Regions from separate parts of the Rattus norvegicus genome. Here region 2 is linked to region 1. The links are chromatin contacts, called in public Hi-C maps. All regions are on one chromosome and are shown on one strand. Each heading gives the region's core, a stretch centred on a gene start, on an enhancer-like site or on the middle of the called end of the contact. The rest is flanking DNA. Distances are from core to core; before and after follow the strand shown. Region 1 has its middle 21 kb from the start of Rbbp7. Region 2 holds the start of Reps2 (RALBP1 associated Eps domain containing 2).

Region 1 (7,183 bases), core at 3,827-6,326:
AATTTAACAATGTTTAGCAACATTTTTGGTTGACATAACTTGGGTGGAGGGACAACTGGTTGTCAATGGATGGAGACAAAGGACATCGTTAACTATCTTTCAACGCTCAAAACAGCTCCTCTCAACAGATGGTCCTTCAGTATTAATGATGTTAAGGCTAAGAAACCACCATTTTCCTGAGTGGTTACATCAATGCAGAAGTTTCATTTCATTCTTTATTAAAGAATATCACTTTTTTGTTTGATTTTAGGTGAATTTATTTATTTATTTATTTATTTATTTATTTATTTATTTATTTATTTATGAGACAGGGTTTTATGTAGCCCTGGCTATCCTGGAGATTACTATGTAAGCCAAGCAGGCCTCATGGTGGTCTGCTTGCCTCTATAGCTTAAGTGTTGGAATTCAAAGCACATGTTGGGCTTTGTTTATCTGTCAGGTTGCCCAAGTTAGACTTGACCTTGCCATCCTTGAAAGTCGTGAAAGCTGGTTTTCTTCTTTCCTTTCTTTCTTTCTTTCCTCCTCCACCTCCTCCTCCTTCTTCTTTTATTTTTTCTTTGTTTTGTTTTCGGTAGTACTAGGAATCCAAACCAAAGCCTTGTATGTAAAAGGCAAATGTTCATCTAATAAGCAATATTCCTAGGCCTTGTTTGTCTGAAACTGAGTTTCATTATGTAGCCCAGGCTGCCCTTGACTTCTTGATCCTCCTGGTTCAACCACCTAGGCACTGGCATTACTAATGTGGAGCACCACACCCAGCAGAAAGCTCTTTATTGTAGCTGGCATACATACAGGATTCATCTTGGTATCTAAGCAACCGGAGGATCTTGTGTCCTGCAATTGTTGAATTATTTTACATAAGAGACATGGTGGCCTTTGTGGCTACTGAAATAGAAACTTGTTTACAATATGTTTAACTGAAAAAAAAAGCCCCTTATAAAATGATATGAATAACCAGATGTGGGGGGGGGATTGCAAACCCTACACCAACCCGAGCCACCTCCAAACCAGACAAAGCAAGAGGCCGGAGACCTTTCTCAGCAGTAAGAACACGGCCTGCTCTGGCCTTTGACAGACTTCGGCAACCTCTGTCCTCAACTCTGGAGCTCTGTAATTTCCGTCTACCTACAGGCACTTTATGAGTCATCTGGTTGGGGTTGGGGAAAGGTAGTGGTTGAGAGAGAATGCAGCTTGATTCCTGCAGTGATACAGGGATACTTCAGAAAAGACTGAATTTTACATCTGAAAAGACTGGAGAAACACCCTGTTGTGGAGTTGGGGGGGGGGGACTCATCAGGCCCCTCTATTCTCTGAGGATTTATACACAGTTCAGGGGGGAACATTTTTTTTCAGCAGTGTAGCCACTGGTAAGTTGCGCACACTCTCGTAAATAACTCCTCACCTATAACCCTGTAAGCAACTCCACTGAATCTCATCAGTAAAAACACCAAAAAAGGCATGCTGTTAGCAGTGGGCCTTGTCGGGAAGAGGAAGTGTGTCGGGGGAGCAGAAGAGGAGCAAGAGAAGGTAAGGGGAAAGAATACGATCAACAGATATGCTTTATGTACACACGTGAAAATGTCATAATGAAGCCTATTATTGGGCAGCTCAGTGGTTAATATCAGGTGTCTGGTTGTCTCTTCAAGACAACCAGAGTTCAGTTTTCAGCGCCCACGTTGAGTGGCTCACAACTGCCTGTAACATGGGATCTGATATCATTTTCTGGACTCTGCAGGCCCTGCTCTCCACTTCTATGTGCATAACCCCAATAACCCCACGTGTACATCCAATTTGAAATAAAAAGGAATATAAAAACTAATAAGCAAACAAAACCAAACCAACCAAACCCCCACACCCTAGAAACAGTACCAGTGACTTACAGAGTCTGTCAAATCCTGATCAGAACCTAGACCACCTTCTTGGTGGGAGGGACAAGCAGATCCTTAGGTTCGTGTGAAGAGTCAAAAGGACTTTGAAAGACTAAAATCATCTTGAACAAACCTGGAGGGCTTACACCCCTATATCAAGACCAACGACAAAGTTGTGGCTCTCAAGAAGTACAGTACCAGCATGCCTTAATGTGACAGAAGTTGCAGTTTGAAAATAAGACACAGTATTTGTGGTCAGTTGACTTTTGACAGGACTTAATGAGGGAGAGAAGAGTCTTTTCAACAAATACCATCATAAAGTTGTATCGTCAACACCTCATAGGAAAATTAACTCAGAGTAGACCAGGAACCTACATGTAACATTCATGTAACCTATAGGAAATACTCACGGTAAATTTTAGGAGGCACTGGACCTGGTGGTGAAAGCCAGATCACAGCAAGTTGGGAAGCCATCCTGGTCTACTTAGTAGTAAGTTCAGGTCAGCCTACTGTACACAGCAATGTCTCGAAAAACAGAAAAAAAAAAGCTTTAGAGAAAAACGTTGGGCTGGAGAGATGGCTCAGAGGTTAAGAGTACTGACCGCTCTTCCTGAAGGTCCTGAGTTCAAATCCCAGCAACCACATGGTGGCTCACAACCATCTGTAATGAGATCTGATGCCCTCTTCTGGTGTGTCTGAAAACAGCTACAGTGTACTCACATGAATATAATAAATACATCTTTTAAAAAAAGAGAAAAGAAAAACGTCATGACTTTGAGTTTCTGAGAAAGAAAGAACAGGGCTGGAGAGATGGCTCAGTGGTTAAGAGCACTGACTGCTCTTCCAGAGGTCCTGAGTTCAACTCCCAGCAACCACATGGTGGCTCACAACCATATATATATATATATATATATATATATATATATATATATATATATATATATATATATATATATTTTAAAGAAAGTGAAGCCTTGGGGTGGGGATGTACCCCAGTTGGTACAGTTTGCCTGAAGCCCTGGGTGTGCCCGCTAGCACTACACACAAACCAGGTATACCATTGCACTCCTGTAATTCTGGCACTTAGGGGTTTGTAGCAGGAGGATCAGGAGTTCAAGGCCAGCCTCAGCGATGTAAAGAGTTTGAGGCCAGTCTGAGCTAAAAGAATCTGTCTCAAAAACAGAAAAGCTTGGGTTGGGGATTTAGCTCAGTGGTAGAGCGCTTGCCTAGGAAGCACAAGGCCTCTGGGTTCGGTCCCAGCTCCGAAAAAAAAAAAAAACATGAAATCTACTCAAAAACAGAAAAGCAGCAAAATATTGCTTTATCGAGTAATTCTGAAGTTCTACTCCTGGTAGCCGTCTCCAAAGAGAAACAAAAATAAATTTATGCAAGAGTCATACATGAATTTTCATAGCAGCAAATTCATAAAAGGTAAGAAATATAAAGAATCCAGCACTTATCAACTGATGACTGAAGACAAAGAGTGGGAGAGTCATAGTAGGAGACATTATGCAATAAAAGGAAATGGATACCGATACGAGCAATGACAGGGGTGAGGCTTGAAAGCATTATAGTAAATTAAGATAGCCAGATATAAAAAGGACATGTTGTATATTCCATTCATGTGAAATGGCCAGAGTAGGCAAATCTATGGGAACACAGAATAGTGCTTGCCTAGGTTTGAGGGAAAATAGGTTCCTTTGGATTTCCTTTCTTTTCTGTATAGGTTTGTAAAACACAGTGGTGCTGTTGCCTTTACTCCCAGTACTTGGGCGGCAGAGGTAGGTGGATCTCTGCTTTCAAGGTCAGTCTGGTCCACTGAGTGAGTTCCAAAACGGTTGGGGATGTTCCACAGAGAAACCCTGTCTTGATAACACACAAAAAAATTGTAGAATGTTAAAACTTATAGCTTATCTTTGCCTGTGAGGAGGCCAGAGACTGTGTGACATTGTGTTCCCTCTGTGACAACTTCATTTATTGAGACAGGGTCTCTCAGTGAATCTGTAGTGCACTGAGTTTTGGCTATATTGGCTGGCCAGCAAGCCCTATGGATCAGCCTGTCTCTGCTCCCCAGAACTGGAAATACAGTTATACTGTTGGTTTGTTTGCTTTTCGAGACAGGATCTCTGTATATAGTGTTGGCTGTCCTGGAACTTGCTATGTAAATAGGCTGGCCTTAAACTCACAGAGGTCTGCTTACCTTTGCCTCCCAAGTGTTTCGACTAAAGGGGTACACCGCTATGCCTGGCTAGGGTTTTTTAAAATGTGTATATATGTTTTGTCTGCATGTATGCCTGTATACAATGTCCATATCTGGTACCCGAGGAGGCTGAAGTTGGCTCAAGATCTCTGGAAGTAACAGATGAGCTGCAATGTAGGTGTTACGAAGGGACTCGAACCCAGGTCCTCTGGAAGAGCAGACAAAGCTTTTAACCACTGAGCCATCTCTCCAGTCACAACTGCAACTGACATGGACCTCCCTAGGTAGCCCAGGATGGATTTGAACTCCTGATTCTTGTACCCCTGCCTACAGAATCCTGATATTACAGGCATGTGCCACCATACCTGGTTTGTCTGGTCTCTTTTAGGTGAATGAATTTGTTCTATTATATTGTGAACACTAAAAGCTAGTCAGTTGTACATTTTTTTTAGCCTTTAAAACTGACCTCTATTTTTAAACTTACCATGTTAATTTACAGGAAACAAAAACACAAGAATAACCTCTCTTTAATTTAAAGTCCAAATAAACCCAAGAAATAAAAAGCCATCGATTTGTACATTTTAAATGGATGAATGGTATAGTCTGTGATTTATATAGCTCAGTTAGCTTTTTTAAAAAGGGGGGGGGGGAGAACAGCAACACTATCTGTTCCCTGGAATGTGGTGCACTCAGATAAATCTGGAATGTTAGCAGCTCAGCTTGTACCTGGCTTACAAAAACATTCATTGTGACCTTCCCCCTCCCCAGTCGATGGATTGCAGCTGCTATAGGAGGGCTATGACTTGGCATTTTCTCCTGGACAGGGACAATGTACTGAGCATAGCACACACGTGCTGCACGGAGGAGACGGCTTTGTGTCTGGTTCAACCCAGCTGTTGTCCTGACCACGCCCTGTTTGGGGGCTAGAGGGAAAGGCCTGGAAAGGTCTGGAAGCTGCACCTGGCCAAGGGTCCAGTCCTCAGGGGGTGGCTGCTTTTCAGCTAAGCACATTGATTGCTTCACATCTCCTAAAGGCTGAGTAAACTAGCTCTGGGAGGTGGAGCTAGCTAACACTATGCGTAATGCAGTACTTTTTTTTTTCCTTTGAGACAGGGTCTTACTATATGCTTGCTTTCAACTCTCCCAGCAATCTGCCTGCCTCTGCCTCCCTAGTGCTGGGACTAAAGGTGTGTGCCATTATGCCCTGCTGTAATGTAGTCCTATATTTAGGTATATTAATTATGTGGTTCTCCTTGGCTGATGGGATTATGGGTGATGTTTATTTGTATTTCTGTTCTCAGGTTTGTGTGTGCATTGAAACTGCATTCAGGGAAAAAAAACCTTTACTAAAAGGGCTGGTATCTCTTACCCTCAACAACACCAGGGGATCACTGGCGAAGTTGGCGCATTTGGCAGAGTAGCAAGAGATCCACCAGACACCCTAACTTCCCTCTCCCAGCTTGCACGGAGCGGGTCCTCCGCAAACAGCAGCTCCCAGGCGCCAACTGTTCCTGGGGAAGCCCCGCCCAGCGCCATTGGCCTCCATGTTTTATTGCGCAAGCACGAGAACAACCTTGCACAGAGTCAGGAAGTGGGATATAAATTTTGGGTTCAGATATCTGGAGAACTGAGCTTAGATGCCAGCTGTGAGAGGAAGCGATGGGACCGGCCAGGTGGCGGGCACCCCATAATCAGGCGTCTCCCTTATCCAGTGGGAGGTGGAGTTTCAGCTTAACCTTCCTATTGGCCCACAGAGTGGGCTTCCTGCGTGCTTGTTGCTAGGTGCCACCGAGAGAGCCCCTGCCATGTTCTTCCAGTAATCCTGCATCTCTCCCTACAGTTTTAAGTTTCATGCTCCAGCGACTGAGCTAGCGGGACGCTGGTATTCTACACTTCAAACAGCCATGTGGTACCATCCTTTGTTTAAAGAAGAGTGGCATTCTCACAAATGTAGGTAGCTCAGAAAGTACTGAGATTTCGTGGTCAACCAAACCGATTTTCCTTAGTAGTCACCAGAGCATTCAGTCTGCATTTACGCCATTGTTACCATTCTTTCTCATGATCAGATTTGAAAATGTCTAAGCGATCCTATTTATAAAAGTGTCTTGTTCCACAGAGACTGGGATGGGCAGACCAGTTCCCAACTCCAGCCACAGGAGGGCGCACAGAGATATTAACAAACGAGGGTTGGCATGACATGTTGGGGTGTCCTGAGTTAAGAAAAAGACCTTGGGCACCGTTGTACTATTATTACTATGGCGTAGCCTCGTCCAGTGGACCTTTCTGTGGCGACAGAAGTCGTGCATCTGTATTGGCCATCACACCAGCCATTAGTGACATGTGACTACCAAACCCTTGAAATGTGGTTCATATAATTGAGGAAATGAACTTTTTGTTTTGAGGCAGGGTCTCGTTTAGCCCAGCCTGCACTTGAACTCCATAGGTAGCTGAAGTGTGTGTGCGTGTGTGTGTGTGCGTGTGTGTGTGTGTGTGTGTGTGTGTGCGCGCGCGCGCGTGCACGCGCGCGCATATGTACGTGCAGGTGAGAGTACTTGCGCATGGGTGTGTGGAGGCCCTTTGTGGACACAGAGGGTCTCCCTTTACTGCTTTACACCTTATGTGTCAGGCAGGTCCTTTCACTGAACCTGGTCTCATCGGCTGTCTAGTCTAGCTGGCTCCCAGGAACTTTCTGACTCTGCCTCTCAAGTCTGAGATTACAGGGATGTTGCCACGCCTTGCTTGCTATGTGGGTGCTGGAGATCCGAACTGAGGTTCTCCTGTTTGTACATCAAGCACATTAAGATCCACTGAGCCATCTCCCTAACCTTAGGAATGAATTTTAGATTTTACTTAGTGGAATTATAACTTTAGCCACCAGGTCTGGTGACCACATTGGAGTCAACGAATGTAGAGCCTTAGACTCTATAAGAAGATTGACTTTCCTGAAAGACAGTATGACTTTGTGATCATTCATAAATGACTAACAGCTTAAGAGGTAAGGGAAACGCACATTGATCTTCCTACCATTGGACAGCTCTTGTTCCACGTATGCTTATACCCCTATCTCAGTTAACCTTTTCAGTTCACTTGAAAGATGGTTGTTAATATGCTCCCT
Region 2 (6,715 bases), core at 2,411-4,910, 96 kb after region 1:
CAGTGTTGCATACCTGTAACCACAGTACAGAGCATGTGGAGGGAGGTAGGACGATCAGAGTTCAAGGCCAGCCTGGCTACAAGAGACCCTGTCACAATCAATCAATCAATCAATCAATCAATCAATCAATCAATCAAACATATACCTCTATCTATCTATCTATCTATCTATCTATCTATCTATCTATCTATCTATCATCTGTGTATCTGTCATCTTCCTAATCTACTTTAGAATTACTATGAGGCTTATATGAGATAGTGTGGACAACAATACCGAGTAAAGCTTTTTATATCATCCCACTAGAAGAACGTCAGTGGCTGTGATATCCTATACTTGTTCTTGCAGGAGTCCCTGGGGGAAGTGAGGCTTGTTGCCTATCACATCGAGCAAACTACTCTGTTATGGAGCTACTCTGCAGGAAAGCTAAGACCAATTGGAAACGGAGGAAGAGAATAACCTATCTCATGGCTTCTATGTTCCCGAGAAGGTGTGACAGTCATGGGAAGAGTGATGAGACTTTGAAGGAGAAATTCTCTAGAGCTAGACAGTCTCTGCTGTCTCTCTACTTCATTCTTTATGTATTGCTGCTGTCTTCTCTCCCAGCAGTTGTGAAGCAAAATGTGGAGTGAGGAATGAAAGCTTTGAAGAGAGGAATTTTCTGCATTTGTAAGCAAACCTGGGTTCACCTCTTGGTGACTACAAAGCTAAGACAGGCAAGGGCAGGGCAGGAAAAATGAGTGCTGAAATGTTAATAACTTTACTGGGGAAAATGAGTTATGTCCAAAACAATGCCTTTTGTAAACAAAAGAAGCATGGGGATTTTATTCCAGGAGTGGACACACATGCAAACACGAAAGCTCTTCATGGGCAGGAACATTTCTGAGCATACTCAGTTTAAGGAGCGAGTTCAAGGAGAAGACACACATTTTTGGCTGCCCTTAGCTTAAGGTCATTTAGCCAGTGTTCAAAAAACTACAAAAGACAGGCAACTCTTTTGGGCTGATCAGTTTGCATTATAAAGATAACAGGAATGTCTCTGGGTATGGTCAACTTTCATGCTAAAATCTTATGAAACTTTAAAAGAAGAAAAATGGACAGGGCGTAGGAGCTTGTCTAGACATTGACTTCCACTTAGCTGCTAGCATGCTTGGGCTGAATCTTCTTTACTTTTTCTTCCCTGGTACTGGAGAGCAGACTTGTGCTTGGCACATGCTGGGCAAATGCTGTGTTACTGTGTCATATCCCTACTGTGGATCTTCTGCATTTTATTTCTCCAGAGTCCAAAAGGGAAGGATAACTCTGGCCATAATTGAGGTTCTTTTTTCTTTCATGTATCTCTTTCTTCCCCTTTCCTTCTTTGCTTCCCTATCTTTGGACTTCTTCCTTCTTTTCTCATCCTTCCATTGGTCCTTATTTTAGTTGACTATAATACCAAAGTGCGTTTGTTATCATCGATAGTATTTCTTGACTTGTCTTTGGTTTTTGTTGTTTTGTGATGTTACGGTTCTTGTGATGGGTCTTCTCTGGAGTGGTCTGCCTGTGGAGTGCCAGGATTTTGCTACATCTGACTGCTTCATGATTGTAATAAAAACAAAACTGTTTGTAATGGTATCTATCTATCTATCTATCTATCTATCTATCTATCTATCTATCTATCTATCTATCTATCTCTATCTAAACTCTATATCTATCTATGCCTGAGTGGCATGAAACTCACTTAGTAGTCCAGGCTGGTCTCAAACTCACAGATATTCTTCTGCCTCTGCATCCTAAGTTCTGGGTATATGCCACCAGGTCCAGGTCTAAAGGGTACTATTATTAGAGTTTAGGCACAAAGAGTTTTTCCCTCTTTGAGTTGGTGTTTTGCAGTTAGGCACGCATATGCCATGGTTACATTTGTACACCTCTTCTCAAGAACAATGGCACTTAAGATTTTTCTTTTGGAGCCCAGCATGGTGGCACATGCCTTTTATCCCAGCACTTGGGAAGCATAAACAGGCATATCTCCATGAGTTTGAGGCCAGCCTGGTTTACATAGTGAGTTCCAGGACAGCCAGAACTATGTAGAGAGACCCTGTCTTAACAAATAAAACCAGATTTTCCTTTTGGAAAAAATGTAAATATATAAGACTTACACTGCCATTTTCAATGTTGTTGTGAGGCAGATTTTTTTCTTCTAGTGTATTATTTTGTGGACTTTGTTTTTCTTTTTGCAGGCTAGCTTGGAATTCACTGTGTAGCTAGAGTAGATTCAAAATTTCAGTGCTTCTCCTGCCCCAGACTCCTAGTGTTAAGGTTACAAACCTGAGCCACCACACTTAGCATAGACTTTCTTTCCACATAGGAGGTTTGGCTAGAGCAATAGCCATCAAGGAAGAAGCCCATTTGAACACACACACACACACACACACACACACACACACACACACACACGGTTTTTAAAGTTCTGAGATCTAGTGTTGACTTTTTTGGTAGGAACTTGGACAAATTTTGGACAAAATTTTAAAAAGCTGCTTGTTTTCCTGCCAAAAGAAGTGTTTTTAGAACAAAGGGCCTTGTCTAAAAAATAAAAATAACCAGGGACTAAGCCACTACCTAAAGACTATATATACATGGACTGTCCCTGGACTCTGACCTCATAGGTAGCAATGAATATCCTAGTAAGATCACCAGTGGAAGGGGAAGCCCTTGGTCCTGCTAAGACTGAACCCCCAGTGAACGTGATTGTTGGGGGGAGGGCGGCAATGGGGGGAGGATGGGGAGGGGAACACCCATAAAGAAGGGGAGGGGGTGGGGTTAGGGGGATGTTGGCCCAGAAACTTGGAAAGGGAATAACACTCGAAATGTAAATAAGAAATACTCAAGTTAATAAAAAAATAAAAATAAAAAAATCCTTCTAGAAATCAAGGACACTGTTACAGAGGCCAATATTTTCAGTTCTTAAGAAGCATAAATTTTCCAGATAGTGTCTCCCACCGTTTCTCAGATTTCAATAGAGCACTGGCACAGAATGCACCTCACCTCTGAAAAACAAACAAAACCCAAAAACGCATTTTTCCACTTCTTTCCTTTAGGACTTATAGGTACCTTCTGATACTTCTCAGTAAGGCTCAAATCCAGATCACAGCCATACCTGAGAAAGTGACCTAACTCCATCATCTCTGGGGTGGTGCTGGGACCCCGTTCATAAGAATTCCGCTTTTTTAGCTTTTCAGGACATAGGCCTTACAGTTTTAGAAGAAGGAAAATCCAACTTTTCTTGCCTGATTCCTTTTCTAATTGGACTCCTCATCCGCTTGGGACTTCTAATGAGACATCTCAGTTTTCCCCATCCCTTGAAAAGCGCTGTTTTTCTTGTGTGTGTACAGATGTTCCCCTGCCAGTCAGGATGGAGATCTCAAGATGCCCCTCGTGAACAGCGTGGGCTTGGAGGGCGTTGGCAGCTGCTCTCCCCGCCCGGCCTCGACTGCAGAGCAGGTGAAAGGCTTGGGAGGGCGGCGGGCGGAGTTGTGTTCCTTACCTGGCAAAAGGGCGGAGCGGGGCGGGCTTTAAGGGAGGGGCCCAGGTGGGATTCTGGGCTGTGATTGGTCAGTGCCGCGCCTGTCTCCATGTGCCGCGCAGCGGAGGCACAACATTCAAGCCCGGGGGGGCGGGGCCGGCGTGCGCTTGGAGGAAGCGGCAGCGCTGCAGCTGCGGGGCGTGGGGGCGGCGGCTTCGGAGGCCGAGGCGGTGGTGGTGGCCCTGGCGGAGGCACGAGCACCTTGGCCAGGGAAGGCGCTCAGCCCGGACTCTACAGAAGGCCCTATGGAGGTGGCGGCGGGCGGAGGCGGCGGTGCGGGGCCGCCGTTGCTGCTGAGCGATAGCGAGCAGCAGTGCTACTCTGAGCTCTTCGCGCGCTGTGCAGGCGCTGCAAGCGGGGGCCCCGGACCTGGCCCCCTCGAGGCTACCAGGGTCGCCCCTGGCATTCTCACTGCGGCCGCTGGTCCGGTAGCCGATCTGTTTCGAGCGTCGCAGCTGCCACCGGAGACATTGCACCAGGTATGCCTCTGCGCTCTTTTATCCCTCACGGGTCTGTGTGGACGTGTCTATGGGAAGAATGGAGCAACAACGACTATTCCCGGGGATCTGGAGGGCGGCGGCCAGGACGGCAAAAAGAGGGGGGGCTCTGCAGCCGAGGATGGCGGCGACGCCCTTGTCCCCAGGGACACCAGCCTCCTCTGCAGCTCCTCTCCTTCTAGCCCGGTGCTTGGGTGTGCTCTTCGTCCCTTGAGAAAGTCTTGACACCCCTATCATTTCTGGGGGTTCTACAGTCTCCCAGACCCAAAGTTTGCCCTGTTCTGGAAGTGATGTTTGTTTTGGCTGCTGTCTGCTTTAACCTCTGTTCCTTGCTCCTGCCCCTCCCTTTGTTGACTACACTCTCGGGGTGCCTTACTGGGATTTGAACTTGAAGGGTGTGTACATGTGTGCCTGTAGGCTCTGGGCCTACAGCTACATGTTGTCCTCCCTTTTTAATACTTGTGATATGTACATATCTGCTACATATATTTGTTCACTAACGTATTTCTGATTATTAGTATAGAAGTGGAAAACCTTAGTGCCCAGTTGTAGAACAGGGACTCAGGGCTACAAGACAAGAACATTGGTCAAGTCCAAAGTAAGTTCCCTATTTGGGTCCAGGGGTGGATTTAGAAGTCTATAGCTGTAGTTTCCCATCTTATTGTCACTTGACTTTGGCATGGAGTTACGAAACAAAGGGTGTCATAGCTTCTTTCTGTCTGCCCCATACCTGGAAAGGAGGAAGGAATGATTCACAGCAGGTGCTGTTTTTGTTTTGTGCTTTCCTTGAAGCTTGGACAAAGGTTGCTTGGTAAACCTTTGTCTGTCATTTGATGTTACCAGCAGCAAATGGGGATAATATTGTTAATATCAAGCCCTAAATATGAACCTCTACTTAAAAAGCAATAGTGTGAAAGTTATTAACGAAAACTGAATTTTTACAGTGGTGAGCAAAGGCTTTAAAATGTAGTTCCTAAGGAGTACTGAGGGTTTTATGGTTCACTTGCCATATCTTTCTTTGCCTTTGTGAGGCTCACTCTTTTCTTTCTTTCTTTCTTTCTTTCTTTCTTTCTTTCTCTCTCTCTCTCTCTCTCTCTCTCTCTCTCTCTTTCTTTCTTTCTCTCTCTCTGGCACTCAAGACTGTTCTATACTGCTGGTGCATGACATTGATGCTCGTTTGTTTGTGAGCATAATTTTAGCCACTTGGTTCACCTTTTCGAATTGAGAATTTCTGAACATGATTAGTATTCATAGAATTTAGCATGGTTGTTTGTTCCTGTGGGATTCTGTGATAAGGAGATAGTTCTGCCACAGTTGCTAAGCAGTTGAGTTGCACAGGGTGATGATAAGGAGTTGGTGTTCTGAAACAAACTAGCTATTACCAGGACCTCAGGATACTGCCGAGCATAATAAATTCACTAAAGTGTTCGAGGCAATGCACCAAATAATTGCACTGTACATCTGGCCAGGATTAATTTGTGGTCGGTAATACATCAAGTGTGATAAGAGAAAGGGGCATATGAAAATTGGTTGAGGTTTCTGCAGGAATTGGCGAGGGGGCTTTCCTGTGTGATAACCAATGCTTTCTTGAAGAACATATAATTTAAAAAGAACCTAAGGTACAGAGACTTAGAGGGGAAAACTGTGTGCAAAATACCACTTCAGATGCTACCAAAAGGGGCTATTCCTAGATTGCTTATTGTGAGTCTGAGATTTATGTTCCCTTACTCAGCCCAGAGAAATAAAACACAGTCCCTTTCATGTAACCAATTAGAATGACTTTTGGTACAGGTAACAATTAACATTTAAAGTCACCCAGCGGGAACTGGGAAGGGTAATGAAAGATGGGATCTATTGGACATCTAACTTTTATCCACCACTTTGGTGGTGTGTGTATGCTCTGTCTGACTTAATTTGTTTTAGCTCATTAGTGTATTGGCTATTTTAAAACAAATGTAGAAAATTTCCCCCTTTCCCTTCTAAACCGAAACCTGAAAGTTCAGATTTAAGTGGCCCAACAGGTATAACTGCTCAAATCCCGGAGACAGTAACCAGACCTGATAGTTTCTATGGTTAACAGCCAGATTTTCCTCGTAATAAGCATACGATTGAGATGACTGTACTGGAGGGCTGGGGATTTAGCTCTGTTGCTAGAGTGCTTGCCTAACATGCATGAAAGACTAGATTCAGTCCCCATCACTGCCGCAAATCGGACATGGTGGCACGTACCTATAATCTCAGCACTCTGGAGGTAGAGGCAGAGGGGCCACAAGTTCAAGGTTATCCTCAGCAACATAGCTAATTTGAGGCCAGTCTGGGTAAATGAGACTTTGTCTTAAAATGATTATTATTATCTATTAACTCACAGAGATCCAATGATAGACCATTCTTAGACATCAAGATTGGTTATAAAATATTGTTTAATCTATATTATCAGGAGAAGCCATTAAATGGGAAAATTCAGTAATATCTGATTGTCAGATAATGGATTAAAGCAAAGAATCACATCCTGGCCATGAGAAGTAGGCTTATTTTACTTTATATTTATTTATTATTTATACATTTAAGAGTTTTTCCTGCATGTGCTTGGTATCCACCAAGGTCAAAAAAGGGCATGGGATTCCCTGGGATCTGCAGTTACAAACAGTTGTGAACTGCC

What was found. A called contact is a pair of places that touch in the nucleus more often than the background predicts.
Region 2: a contact with region 1 is called in a Hi-C map of Schwann cells, with 1.7 times the contacts expected there. The contact joins the promoter of Reps2 here to the enhancer-like site in region 1. A contact is called at or near these places in 2 of 12 Hi-C or Micro-C datasets (Schwann cells and mammary epithelial cells).

Annotation. Positions count from the first base shown.
Region 1 is chrX:35,580,430-35,587,612 of GRCr8, forward strand. It overlaps the pseudogene Psmb6-ps2. Among named protein-coding and RNA genes, the nearest start is that of Rbbp7, 21 kb to the left of the region's middle. Within about 2 kb of position 5,077, at least 55 of the 93 cell types and tissues checked have an H3K27ac peak or open chromatin away from gene starts, as enhancers often do. A contact at or near this core is called in Schwann cells, where this site is marked.
Region 2 is chrX:35,677,603-35,684,317 of GRCr8, forward strand. Reps2 (RALBP1 associated Eps domain containing 2) reads left to right here and starts at 3,661. Exons shown (of 18, transcript NM_001427498.1): 1 at 3,661-4,038. The coding sequence starts at 3,805.